Regions from separate parts of the Oryctolagus cuniculus genome. Here region 2 is linked to region 1. The links are chromatin contacts, called in public Micro-C maps. All regions are on one chromosome and are shown on one strand. Each heading gives the region's core, a stretch centred on a gene start, on an enhancer-like site or on the middle of the called end of the contact. The rest is flanking DNA. Distances are from core to core; before and after follow the strand shown. Region 1 holds the start of PCNP (PEST proteolytic signal containing nuclear protein). Region 2 holds the start of NXPE3 (neurexophilin and PC-esterase domain family member 3).

The links. A called contact is a pair of places that touch in the nucleus more often than the background predicts.
Region 2: a contact with region 1 is called in a Micro-C map of ear pinna, with 8 times the contacts expected there. The contact joins the promoter of NXPE3 here to the promoter of PCNP in region 1. A contact is called at or near these places in 3 of 6 Hi-C or Micro-C datasets (ear pinna, psoas muscle and an unstated tissue).

The regions. Positions count from the first base shown.
Region 1 is chr4:56,257,801-56,264,347 of mOryCun1.1, forward strand. PCNP (PEST proteolytic signal containing nuclear protein) reads left to right here and starts at 3,904. Exons shown (of 5, transcript XM_002716731.5): 1 at 3,904-4,034. The coding sequence starts at 3,971. It overlaps LOC138849267 (a long non-coding RNA gene), which reads right to left and starts at 3,944. Exons shown (of 2, transcript XR_011387829.1): 1 at 3,780-3,944; 2 at 3,266-3,365.
Region 2 is chr4:56,411,857-56,418,685 of mOryCun1.1, forward strand. NXPE3 (neurexophilin and PC-esterase domain family member 3) reads left to right here and starts at 2,459. Exons shown (of 8, transcript XM_008267010.4): 1 at 2,459-2,732; 2 at 4,007-4,109; 3 at 6,346-6,518. It overlaps LOC108178010 (a long non-coding RNA gene), which reads right to left and starts at 3,161. Exons shown (of 3, transcript XR_007908922.2): 1 at 2,715-3,161.

The sequences.
Region 1 (6,547 bases), core at 2,654-5,153:
AATGGCCGCCGCGGCCGGCGCACCACGCTGATCTGATGGCAGGAGCCAGGAGCCAGGTGCTTTTCCTGGTCTCCTATGGGGTGCAGGGCCCAAGCACCTGGGCCATCCTCCACTGCACTCCCTGGCCACAGCAGAGATAAATAGTTTTTGATATATAAAGCATGGTATCTGGCACATATCTGTTCAACAGATATGAAGTCAGGAAAAATGTGTGGAATTTCTAGTGCTAGTATATACGCGTTACTGCCTTGAGGAGTATGCTGTTACTTCTTTCTGTACAATATGCTGAAGTACTTCAGTGATGCAAACAAAATTTTTTTTAAAAAATCAATGACCATTTTTCTTCCAAATAGCCAAGCAGTGACCGATTTCTAAGGTTCCTTCATTCCTTTTTTTTTTTTTTTTTTTGACAGGCAGAGTAGACAGAGAGACAGAGAGAAAGGTATTCCTTTTGCCTTTGGTTCACCCTCCAATGGCTGCCGCGGCCGGCACACTGCGCTGATCCGATGGCAGGAGCCAGGTATTTATCTTTGGTCTCCCATGGGGTGCAGGGCCCAAGCACTTGGGCCATCCTCCACTGAATTCCCTGGCCACAGCAGAGAGCTGGGCTGGAAGAGGGGCAACCGGGACAGAATCCGGTGCCCAGACCGGGACTAGAACCCGGTGTGCCAGTGCCGCAAGGTGGAGGATTAGCCTACTGAGCCATGGCGCCGGCTTTTCCTTCATTCTTACATAGATAAATCACAGTAACAAGCTCATCAACAGTTTGATTATGTATTGATAAGGTTTCTCACAGTTTTAGAAGTTGGAATGCAGTATAACCATGAATGATTCTTCAGTTTTTTTAAACTAGATGGTCTGGTTTCCCAGGCACTAAGTATGAGGTAGGGAAACGGCTTTTCTCTCTTATCTTCACTACTCAGTGATTCATGCTAAAAGTATTCTTTGGAGTTCTTTTCTTGCTTCTCGCAGTCAGGTTTTCACATAATACTATTTGTAGTTTTTGTTACTTTCAAACATGATGGCAACTTCCCAATGGTTACTACTTAGGAAATTGTTACTAAAAATAATTTTTAAAAAGATTTATTTATTTATTTGAAAGTCAGTTATACAGAGAAAGAGGTAAAGATCTTCCATCCATGGGTTCTCTCCCCAAATGGCCAGCACTGGGACAGGCCAAAGCCAGGAGTGTCTTCCAGGTCTCCCACATGGTGGCAGAAGCCCAAGACTTGGGCTATTTTCCACCTCTCTTCCCAGACCATAAGCAGGAAGCTGGATCCAAAGTGGAGCAGCAAGGACTCAATTGGCACCTATAAGGGGTGCTGGTGTCACAGGCATTGGCTTTACCACTATACCACAATGCTGGCCCCAACTAAAAATAATTTTAACAGCCTTTATTTGCCCTACAATTGTTATCCAGTTTAACTTAATATCTAAGCGATATCCTTTAAGCAGATATTCAGAACACACTGTGCATTTCCTCTACACCACTGTGGTCCAGTAAAAAATGAACACAATCCACATATGTACTACTTACATTGTAAATTGATAATTTATAGTTATATATGATTATAGGGTATAAAGTGATACAAATATGAACTTCTAAAATTTCTAGGGTCTGGGGCAGTCTTTTGGCCTAAGATGCCCTTAGGATGCCTGTATCCCATATCAGAATGCCTAGGTTCAAGTCCTGGCTCTGTTCCCAATTCCAGCTTTTAAACCATAATTTGAATAGAAGTATAAATACTAGCTACCTTAAATTCTTTATTTGAAAGACAGATGGAGAGAGAGCTCTCATCCACTAGTTCACTCCCCAAATGCCTGCAACAGCCAGGGATAGGCCAGACTGAAGCCAAGAGCACAGAACTCAAGCTGAGTCTCCCACTTGAATGGCAGGGATTCAATTACTTGAGCCAACATCTGCCTTTCAGAATGCACATTAGCAGGAAGTGGGATTGAAAGTGAAGTAGCTGATCAGGCCTAGCACTGTGGCATAGTGGAAGGGACTGCTGTCTGCAGTGCCCACATCCCATATGGGCACATGTTCAAGTCCTAGCTGTTCCACTTCTTAAAAAAAAAAAAAAAAAAAAAAAAAAAAAAGGAGTAGCTGAGACTCAAAACCAGTTACTTGAATATGGAGCTGCTGAATATTAACTGCTGCACCACACACCCATCCCAATAGCTACCATTAAGCAAGACCCCACCATGGCCAGGCAGTATATTTTATCTAAGAGATAATAATCTGTCCTAATGCTCTAGGTAGCAGCCCTGTTCGTATTCTACTTGTATATAAGTTAACACATACTCAGTAGTATTGTTTATCAGTACAAACTCAAAGAATTAGCAAATGGCAGTCAGAAATTAAATCCACTTTTGTGTAATCCAGAACTGCTTCTCTCTGCCTTGTACTACATGGCCTCTTCAGTCCCCAGTCCATCTGGAGGGGGTTACAGCAACTTGCACTCACTTTTCCAATGAATATATATTGAGATTGGTGTAATCTAGGACCTGAGGAAATGGTGGTGACCAAAACAAGTCACAGTGTAACCTTATGGAACTGACAGGTGAGTGGATTACTGTTTTCCATCATTAACTTCTGCAGTGTGGTCTGTGGGAACTGATCTGCTCCTAAGATGTGATCACTCTGAGATCTATTTTTGTCACTTAAAAATACAAGCATCTATAAATAAGTACATACATAATTTTACCTAAAAATGTCCTGTTCATGTCTCTACTTAAAAATGATAGTCTCTACTAAATAAATCTTTTTTTAAAAAAGATAGTCTAATGATTACCTTGCGAAGATCACATATAGGAAAACTGGAACAAACAATAATTAAGTGCCTGCTCTAAGAGTTTCCTGGTCACTTTTGCATACATCATATGATGAAAATAACGGACCACAGACTTCAACCCAGAGCACACACTGTGGGAATAAAAAAGTAAATAAAAGAATGTTATACAGAAATTCTATACCTTATTTGATCCCCATGATCAGCTTTGAGGGGGTGTTACTATTTCTAGTCTATACAGCAAAGGTAGGTGTACAGACAGTAAGCCACTCTCAAGGTACTCGATAAGGAAAAGGCAAGTCAGGGATTCAAACCTAACTAGTGATTCTTACGACTGATGTCTAATGTTGACTGTACATTAGAAAACAAATCCATAAAGTCCAGCTTCCTAGCGAGGCAAGTAATCGACTCCGTTTGGCTAGAACGGGGGGATAAATATATAGAAAAAGGAAGATGAGACCGCAAAGGTAGGCTGGGTCGTAATACAACACACGGACTTTATTCTGCAGACCCTGGGAATCCACCAGAAGTTCCTCAGCAAGGAAAAAGCTTGTCAACTTGAAAGACTGCGACCTGCGGAACAGGGGGTGTTACCATTTCGCTTCGTCACCTTGGACTATTTCTTTCTCTGATTCCTAACTCATGGATACTTAAAACAAAGGTAAATTCTGCATTGAACTATTGCGGGGGATTAAACCATAGTGTAGGAAAAGTGTCTTAACACTTGAGGGCGCTCGATAAAAGTTCATTCCCCCGTTAAGTAGGGAACGCAGAGTAGGCGGATCCACGTGATGCAGCCAACAGTGAAAAGACCCGGCTAGGTTTAACCGCAACCACGTCCGAGTTTGCAAACACCTTCCAAGATTCCACCAACCCTTCCTGAGACGCTTACACCTGCCCCGACCTTCCTGGCTCTGGCCCTGGAGCATGAAAACCTAAGAGTCCAGCAGCGAAATCTGCAACCAGTCCTCCAGAAAGACCACCCACCTTCCCCCCCTCCCCGTTCAGGGGCGGCTAATCGACGACGTCACGTCCACTTCCGTTCGCGAAGAGGCCGCTTTTCACTCTCCGGGGCCACTCTAGGCTGCCATCTCGCCGGCCGGCCCCACAGCTCAGTGGTTGTTGGGCGGGGCCGTGACGTCCTTGGCGTGGCTGCAGGGGAGGCCGCGGCGGGGAAAATGGCGGACGGGAAGGCGGGAGAAGAGAAGCCCGAAAAGCCGCAGCGAGCTGGAGCCGCCGGAGGTGAACACAACCCCAGCGTCGCGGGCTGCGTGGGATGCTCTGGGCTTTTCTTTGAGTTCCCCGGGGTGGGGGGCGTTGGGTGGGGACAAGAGTGGGCGGATCAGGCATTCACCCGGCCCGGTGCTGGGCCCAGACGAGCCCCGGGCACGCCCGTGAGGCCCACTGGGATCGGGGCCTTCAGCGCCTCTTTGCCGGGGGAGAGTGGGCCACTTTGGTCACCGTGTGGTCCAGCGGAGGCCCTGCCTCTGAGGGAGAAGGGAAAAGGGCGCCAGTAAGGGAGAACGAAAACTTAGGGTGGGACCAGAATCGGCGGTGCAGGGGCCGCTCACCGCCATACCGGGGACGCACATCACACAAAATACACAGGAGACGTTCATCACACGAAACGCACACATTCCCAGGCGAGCCACCGAGCCGCGACCGCGGGAACTGGCCGCAGGCCGACTTTCCGACTGTGTCGGCCTCTCGGTTACACGTTGGAGCCGATTACGTCTGCGGCGCTTTCTGGCTGAGGAGGTGGACAACCCCGGCCTGCTCTTTCCCCCCGCGTTCTGCGAAGCCCGGACTCTATAGCGGGATGGGCCCGGGCGAGAGAGTGCCTTTGCCTGCCCCTGGTTTAAGCTCCGGGGTCTCGAGCTGGAGGGTGGCCGCCTTTTTCTGAAGTACCGTGCCTTTTCAGGCTGCTGCCAGCTGCCCGCATGCCAGATATTTAGGAGGCTAAATAGGCAAGGGTGACTCTTGTATTTTGTTACGATGTTAATCAGGTTACGGCTTGCCTTATTCTAACCACTGCGGCCCCGTAAACTGGGGTGTTCTGCATTAAGGAAAAGAAGATGTGATCTCTCCAGTCCCCCCACCCCGCTTTGTCGTAAGAAGGCAATGACTAGACACGTGCGATCCGCTCATACTGTCTTGTTTAGAAGTTTTAAATATTATTCTGTATTCCCACTCCCTCAAGTCTTATCCCTGAGAGTATTTAGTATGAAAAAATACAGGAGATAATAGCATATACAGGCATCTAGTAGAGCAATGTTTAATGTGAATTATGGTAACAAACATAACTATTAAGTGTAATGTTCCGTTGCTTTGAATTCAGAATTTCCTTTTTTAAAAGAAGCATGTAGAGTGCTACTAGTTTGAGCTGAGACTTCATCCTCTTTTTTTTTTTTTAACTAGTAAAATAGCATATGAAAAAACAGTTGTAGGGCTTCCTCGGTAGGGATCCTTCCCCCTCCCCCCCCCCCAAAAAAAAACTTTCTTGGAAATTGTGGAGTAAAATTACACAAGAATTTACAACTAGTTTAAAGAAAACCTAAGTGCCCTGTAGTAAAGTCTTTGGCCAGTCCTCCACATAACACCTGTAGCCTGAAGAATCTCCTGTGTCTTAAACTTTAAGGCTGGCTTTTTACCTGTCTTGGTAGAGTTGCAGAGGTGTGTTTAAGGCGCTGCCGGAGTGTACCCGAAGTGACAACGTAAATCCACTATATACCTGCCACCCTTTCAGTTGAGAGATATTAGCTTTGATGAATATTGATATTCCCATTTTAGCACTTGGGGGAGGGAGAGGGTAGTATAAATTATCAGGAAATTTTTTTTATAACGGAGAAGAAAATGTCACGCCTTAACTTCTACCTAGTTTGTGTCATTTCCTTTACAAGAAACTAGTACTATTGCATATAAACCATTTTTAGGTGTCAGGTATTTTTATGAAATTGTGCCTCGGAATCACAATTAAAACATGTAATTCTGTGAATATTGTTAAGTTGGTAATTTTGTGACACAATTTTTTAAAAAAATGTTAGGTTTGTCTTTGGGATTTGACTACAGACTAGAATGAGCTTTTACAAACCTATTGAACAATCCACTAAATTGAAAGCATAGTATTTTTTTATGGGAAAGTTACTTTTATAGTTGATATTAATTTACATCTCTGAGAGAAGCTGATTACTTGAACTACCTGCTTTCAGTTTCCAAAAATACAGTAAGGTTTTGTGTAGATTTTTTTTCTAAGTTTATTTAAAAATTTGTAGCTCTTTGAAATTTGTAGAAATTTCAGAGAAAAGCTGTTCATACATAATCACCACCATCTCCAGCTTTATTAGGTTGTGCTAAGAACTACTTCAGTGAAATTGACACTATGCCAGGCACTAGTGAGGTCTTGACTACATTCTTATGTAAACTGCACAGCAGTCCTGAAAGATAGCTGTTTGCCCTTTTTCCATATGAAGAAGCTACCATAATGCAAATGGACCTTGAGAGGCACTTTTTGGACTCAGACTTTCTTAAGAGGTAATTTTGTTTGTGCTCCAAAGCCTTCTAGCTTCCAAAACTCTTCTAGCTTTTCAGTGGAGAAGAAAAACAGTAGCACCATGTGAATTTTATTTCACATTAAGAATCTAGTAATTTGATATAATTTGCTTCATGTGTAAAGTGATGTGATTTTATTTTGGCTATTTATAGTTTACATTACTAAAAATTTTCACAGTCACAATTCATGGTCACCAAAAATTTTG
Region 2 (6,829 bases), core at 1,209-3,708, 150 kb after region 1:
AGCTGAGGATCTGGAGGGGAGTACAGTCGGCAGAGCTGAGCTGGTTTGTACAGGCTTTTTGCAGGCTTTTAATCTCGACCCACCGTCCTCTCTGTGGACTGCTAGTTGAGGAAGAATGCAGAGGTTGGACTGAGTTGGTTGACAAAGAATGCAGGGGCTAGGAATTCTGTCGGGGGACTGGATCTGCTTTCAGGCAAGGAGCTAAAATGTCTCTAAAGCTCATGTCCTTGCTCCATCACAAAGTTTAGTTTCTGTTTTTGTTTTGTTTTTTATTTGACAGAGTCAGGCAGTGAGAGAGAGAGAGAGAGAGAGAAAGGTCTTCCATCTGTTGGTTCAACCCCCAAATGGCCGCCACAGCTGGCGCTGGGCCGATCTGAAGCCGGGAGTCAGGAGCTTCTTCCTGGTTTTCAGTGCAGGTGCAGGGGCCCAAGCACTTGGGCCATCCTCCACTGCCCTCCCGGGCCACAGCAGAGGTGAGATGCCGGCACCGCAGGCGGAGGATTAACCAAGTGAGCCTCGGCGCCGGCCCCCCATCACAAAGTTCAGTAACAACAGCATCTAAACCATTTTTGTAGACATGGCAGAAATGACCAGTTACTTTGGTTTCATATCATAACATATAAACTTATGTTGCCAGTTTTTCTCCTAGAGTAAGATTATCATAAATGGAACATTCAGAAATTCTTTAGCTATGCCATTACCTGAGATAGGAAATTCAAGAGGAGGAGATCTGGGACACTGGACTAGATATTTTTGATTTGTTTTCTCATTTATTTCTAAGTACAGGTGATGTTTTCCTTAATTTTCATTAGACCAAAAAAAAAAAAAAAACAAGTTCAGAGATGTATTGTAATTTGCCCATGATGTTAACAAACAAAGCCGTGGTCCAGCTCAGGCAGGCTAGGATCCAAAGCACATATTCTTTGCATAAACATATCCTGTGTTGAATGTTCTGAGTTGGGTGTATGGTGACTTAGCAGTGAGAAATCTAATAATCTGATAATGATGGGGCCAGTGTTGTGGTGTAGCTACCGCCTGAGACACCAGCATCCCATGTGAGCGTCAGAGTCCTGGGTGCTGCACTCCCACTCTAGCTCCCTGGTAATGCTCCTGGGAAAGCAGAAGATGGCCCAAGTATTTGGGCCCCTGCACTCAGGTGGAAGACTTGGATGAAGCTCCTGGCTCCTGGCTTTGTTCTGGCCCAGCCCTGCTGTTTTGACCATTTGGGGAGTGAACTAGCAGATGGATGATCCCTCTCTCTCCACACTTGATCTTAGCTAAAAGGCTGAGAAGCGATAATCCATCTCTCTTTCTGTAACTCTGACTTCCAAATTAATAAATACATCTTTTTTTTTTTTAAAAGAATCTGGTAATGATAAAGGGGTCTTTGAGGCCTGTACTGCTCTTGTTTGTGGCTTTGGCTGTAAAATATATGTAAGACCATTCAAAAGCCTCAGGATTATGAGTGCTTGGGAGTAAATGAGGTTAATGAGGAAAAAAAGCTATGACCTAGAGACCATCATCTTCTGTCTAAATATTCACCACCTGATAGCCAAACTATGAAGGGTGGGTGCCTGGGTGCTTGGGCATCCATCATGGGAGATATGGTTTAACCTAAGCAGGAATCTTGCATGTGGGGCTCTTTTTGGCTAGGCATACAGGCCTGGAAGCCACCTTTTATGACCACGAAAGGCCCTGGAAGATTGAATGTCCTCCAGGCAGAAGGAGAATGAAGTGACTACCCAGAAGTGACTAACCAATGGCAGAACTTTATTCCGTTCCTGGGTCTGGTTACCCATGCATGTAGGTCTGTGGTGAAACTATCAGAATGAGCACACAGAGTCCATTGTGGTCAACAAATATAAAAATAATTCATGTCAGTTATAATTTATATTAATTCTTCTTCCTCAACCTTGGGATAATAGTCTAGGGGCCAGGATTTTGCTTATATAAATTCGGCTAGCCCCACTGTGTTTGGGGCACGCAGAGGGGGGGACAGCAATCCTTTCCTGCTTCCTGAGCAAGGTTCTGGCTGTCTCCTGAAAACGAGTCTTATTCTTCAATTTCATATAACTGTGACTAACTTTTACCACTGAGAAGAACGTCCAAAATAGCGTGACCCAAAATTGGGGGAAAAGAGTATTCTGGTACTTTTGCCAGGAGATCCACGTCATGTACAGTAAGAGTAAAAAGAATGCGCTGTTTCGAGACAAATGGAAGAAATAGATTAATTTCAGAGCAAGGAGAGATTCAAAGGCCGGTCATCTTCTGTGCTCGTGCCTGGCAAATAGGGTTTCTCGGATATAGGGAACAATGAACTTTATCACTGCACGAGAAAGACTGCCCAAGTAGGGCTATCTCGGGTTGTGAACACTTTGGCAGACCAGAGAAAAAGCCTTGAGCCGGATGCTGGCAGCGAAACCCTGACATCTAAAGGTCACAAGCAGTTGCGTGCAGAGGAAAAGCGAAGTGCCTCGGGATCACCTGCCGCCTAGCAGCCCGGCAGTCAGGAGCTGGGAGAGCGCTAGCAGCGGGTCCTCGCCTCTGGGCCCCTCAACTGTCAATCGACATCCTCGCCCCGCCCCTCCCAGAGCTTGCCCAATCGGAGCTGAGGGTCGGGGGTAAGTAGACGTAGCGGGGTCAGGAAGCTTGGAGCGAGAGGCCTGGCGACGAGTTGGGGCGTCAGTGTACCCTGCCGGGGGAGCTTGACTCACCAGCGGCTGGACTCCGAGGTGAGTGCGGCGATGCGGGATTGTGCGGGCTCCGGGCCGGACCCTGCCAGTGCAGGGACCCCCACCGCTCACCTCCTCGTGCGCTCCACTCGGCTGCAAAGCCTCTCCCTCCGCGCGCGCCGGGTCCCGAGTCCCCTCTGGGACTCCCTCCCCGCGGCCCCGAGGGTCACGGCTGGGAGCCCCGGGCCTGGGAGGGGAGGCTGTGGCCCAAGGCGGACGCACAGTTGGAGCCCCAGGCTGCCGCAGCCTTGGACCTGAGGAGCAAGAGCCGAGGCGGATCCAGGCCGGGAGGGAGTGGGGCGGGGCGCGAGCATCACGACGCGCAGTTTTCGCAACGCCGCAGCGCGGCGGCCCCGGACCCTCGCTAACCCGCAGCCGGCCGCTTGGCCACGCCGCCCCGTTAGTCCCCGTCCCTTCTCATCTCTGCCCAGGCCATCAGCTGCCTCTTGGCTGGTGGTACTATCGCGAGTTGGACTGCTGTGGCCTTAATGACCTGCCGTTTGGGGACATCAGATGCAGGTCGTATGGGGAAGAAAAGTGTGACTTTACAAGATGTGATGTGGAGACCCTGCTCTGTCACCCATCTCAGCCTTAGAGGCCATTAGGGTGATGCCAGGAGGGATTCTTAGGCAAGATTTATACTGTGTGTGTGTGTGTGTGTGTGTGTGTGTGTGTGTGGAGAGAGAGAAAGAAGAGATGGTTTTTAATTTTTTTTTTGCTTTTTTTTTAAAATTATTCTAAAGGAGGCTGTTGCCACATTTCCTAAAGAAGAGAATCACACTCCCCCCACTGTGGTCAGTTATCGTTCAGAACATCAGGGTGGATTGGAAGCTGGCGGGACTCCCAGACCCTCTCTGGTTGCTTGCAGTGGCATACTATGCCTCCACAGTGTTTGGGTTCTGCTTCCCTTTGTGTTCAGTATCTTCTTTCTGTTTCTGTCATCCTCACAGTCCCTGTGGGGCTCCTGAGAAAGGAAGTGAAGTGAAGTTGGCTGCCCCCGTTGCTCTGCGATTTGGGTTGATCTCGGGGACTATTGAGACGTCTTTTCAGAAATGTTACCGCTTATCCACTGATGTTTATCCTACTTGGCTGCTCAGGGACCTTTTACAGAAGTTGTTTTTTGAGGCCTACTCCTACAGATTCTAATTTAATTGGGTGGGTGAGGCCTAGGCACTGGTATTTTGAAAAGTTTCCAGATGATTATTAATATTTGTACAGGGTTAACGACCATGACCTGTCAGTATGCCTTATTTATTTATTTAATTTCCGGACAGCACTTAGGACTTTGTGGTTTATTTAACTCATTTGAATACTGCTCTATCTGCGGTATCATCTCCATGGGACCCTGCTTTGGAAGAAGGTCAGGAGAAGGTCCAGGTGAGTCAGCACTTTGGGCTCCTGAGGTAGGAGCACGTGAAAAGGGAGTGGAATCCCAGGAGCACTGTGGGTCACTGTGCTTCATCCTTGTTCAGGGGTTACCCGTTACTGTCTTAGTCTTGCATGGGTCTTCAGTGCTTCCTTCTGTCTATCCTGTCCTGTTAAGTTTCCGAGCCTTACTTGGCACTCTATGGAACACAATTGCCTTTTGGAAAAATTGAGATATGTATATTCTCTGTAAATCTGTCCTTTTTTCTTTGATATAGGGGACCTCATTTTCTGAATTAAAATTCCAGGTCCTTTCTCTGACTAGTACACTTGCATTTATGTGGATAACAGGTCAAGAGTGTAAATTTAGGATGTGGACTGTCCTCTGATATATTGTCTTTGTAAATAGTTGCCTGAGAACATTAACTTCCCAGAGGTTGGGGTTGCTGTTTAATTTTCTTTGTTTAGTGCCTGAACTCAAGCATTTAATTTGTGTTATTGACAATTGTAATTCCAAGTTATGTAAGCAATCACTCTGTGATTCTCTTGTGCAATAGGAATAGGAAGTCAGATACCTAAGGAGAGTCTAGGATTGTTGCCACAGGACATTAAGGAGTTAGATTGGTTAGTACATGCCCTGGACTGGGAAGTAGTCAATCAAAATTTGACAGAAATAGTCCCAACAAGTCACCTGCAAGTCAGATCCATGCATCTTCTTTTTTGCTTGTCCTTTGCATATGAGAAATTAAGTGGCCGGCGCCGCGGCTCACTAGGCTAATCCTCCACCTGCGGCTCCGGCATCCCAGGTTCTAGTCCCGGTCGGAGCACCGGATTCTGTCCCGGTTGCTCCTCTTCCAGTCCAGCTCCCTGCTGTGGCCCGGGAGTGCAGTGGAGGATGGCCCAGGTCCTTGGGCCCTGCACCCGCATGGGAGACCAGGAGAAGCATCTGGCTCCTGGCTTTGGATCAGCGTGATGCGCCAGCCGCAGTGTGTCGGCCGCGGCAGCCATTGGAGGGTGAACCAATAGCAAAAGGAAGACCTTTCTGTCTCTCTCTCTCACTGTCCACTCTGCCTGTCAAAAAAAAAAAAAAAAAAAAAAATTAAGCACAAGTAAAGTGGTATTCTGATACTTCATAAAGATTGGGAAACAAGACTGCTCAAGTTATGATTCCTTGAATAATACATTTTATTTAGATCTCTGTAGCTATCTCTTGTTTTCTGAAGTGGGAAGATGGGTTATTTAACTACATGATTATTCTAATCTTTAAAAAAATAACTTTTGGAACATTTGCCTTTGGTTTGTATATTTTTTTAGTTGCTTTGTAGTACTTATAAAGCATTGACCTTAAACTAAGATCTGAGAGTGATTTGCCAGGTTGAATTCAATATATGTAAATAGCCAGTTATATATGTATATTTATTTGTGTGTGTGTGTGTGTGAGAGAGAGAGAGAGAGAGAGAAATAATGATTGAATACACCCTCAAACACTGCTTCACTCCCCAAATGCCCACAATTGCTGGTGCTGGGCTGGGCCAAAGCTGGGAGTCAGGAACTCAATCCAGGTCTCCCACATTGGTGGTGGAAGCCCAATTACTTGAGCCATCACTACCAACTTCCAGGGTCTATGTTAGCAGGAAGCTGAATTTAGGAGCTGGAGCTGGCAATCTAACCCAGGTATTCTGATACGGAATGCAAGCATCTTAACTGCTAGACTACATGCCTACCCCAGTTACTGATTTTTATTGTACAAAAAGGAAATGTTCTTTCTTTTTTCTAGGTTTTTGTTTATTTATTTGACAGGTAGAATTACAGACAGTGAGAGAGAGAGATAGAGAGAAAGGTCTTCCTTCCGTTGGTTCACTCCCCAAATGGCCGCAGTGGCCAGAGCTGTGCCGATCCAAAGCTAGGAGCCAGGAGCCTCCTCCTGGTCTCCCATGCGGGTGCAGGGGCCCAAGTGGGCCATCCTCCACTGCATTCCCAGGCCATAACAAAGATCTGGACTGGAAGAGGAGCAACTGGAACTAGAACCCGGCGCCTATATGGGATGCTGGCACCGCAGGTGGAAGAATAATCTAGCCACGGTGCCAGCCGAAAAAAGGAAATGTTCTTATATCTACTCCTCCCACTCTATTACACTTAAATCTATGTATGCCTCTGTCTGTAAAACTGTACTGTCAGTTTCTAATATGTTTTCCTTTTTTTCATTTTCAGTATCTTTAACCTTTATATCATATTTCTTTTACCACAGGAAGAATATTATAAAAATGGAAAAACATATACTTCGAATGTGGCAAGAAAAGAATAAGGATTGTTGGTCACAACTACTTGAATTCAGGATTGTGTATGCTGGAAGGAAAGTTAGATGTGAACTCTAATTTCTTTGTTCAAATAAGCATCTCTTCTTGGGAAATTTCCAAAAAGGTAAATTATATGCACACGCATATACATTTATACATGTATATAATATTGTTCTTTCTTGTTGTTCTGAGAAACTTTTCTAGAGTCATTCTCATCCAGCACTGTTGTTCTTACTTAACTCTAAGGGAAATTTGAGATATCAAATTATATTTTCATGTTCCCTTTGTAAATACCTTTCTTGTTATAATATCTAGGTTTATTTATTTATTTTAAGATTTATTTATTTATTTGAAAGAGTTACAGAGAGGCTGAAGCAGACAGGGAGAGGTCTTCCGTCCACTAGTTCACTCCACAATTGGCTGTAGTGGCTGGAG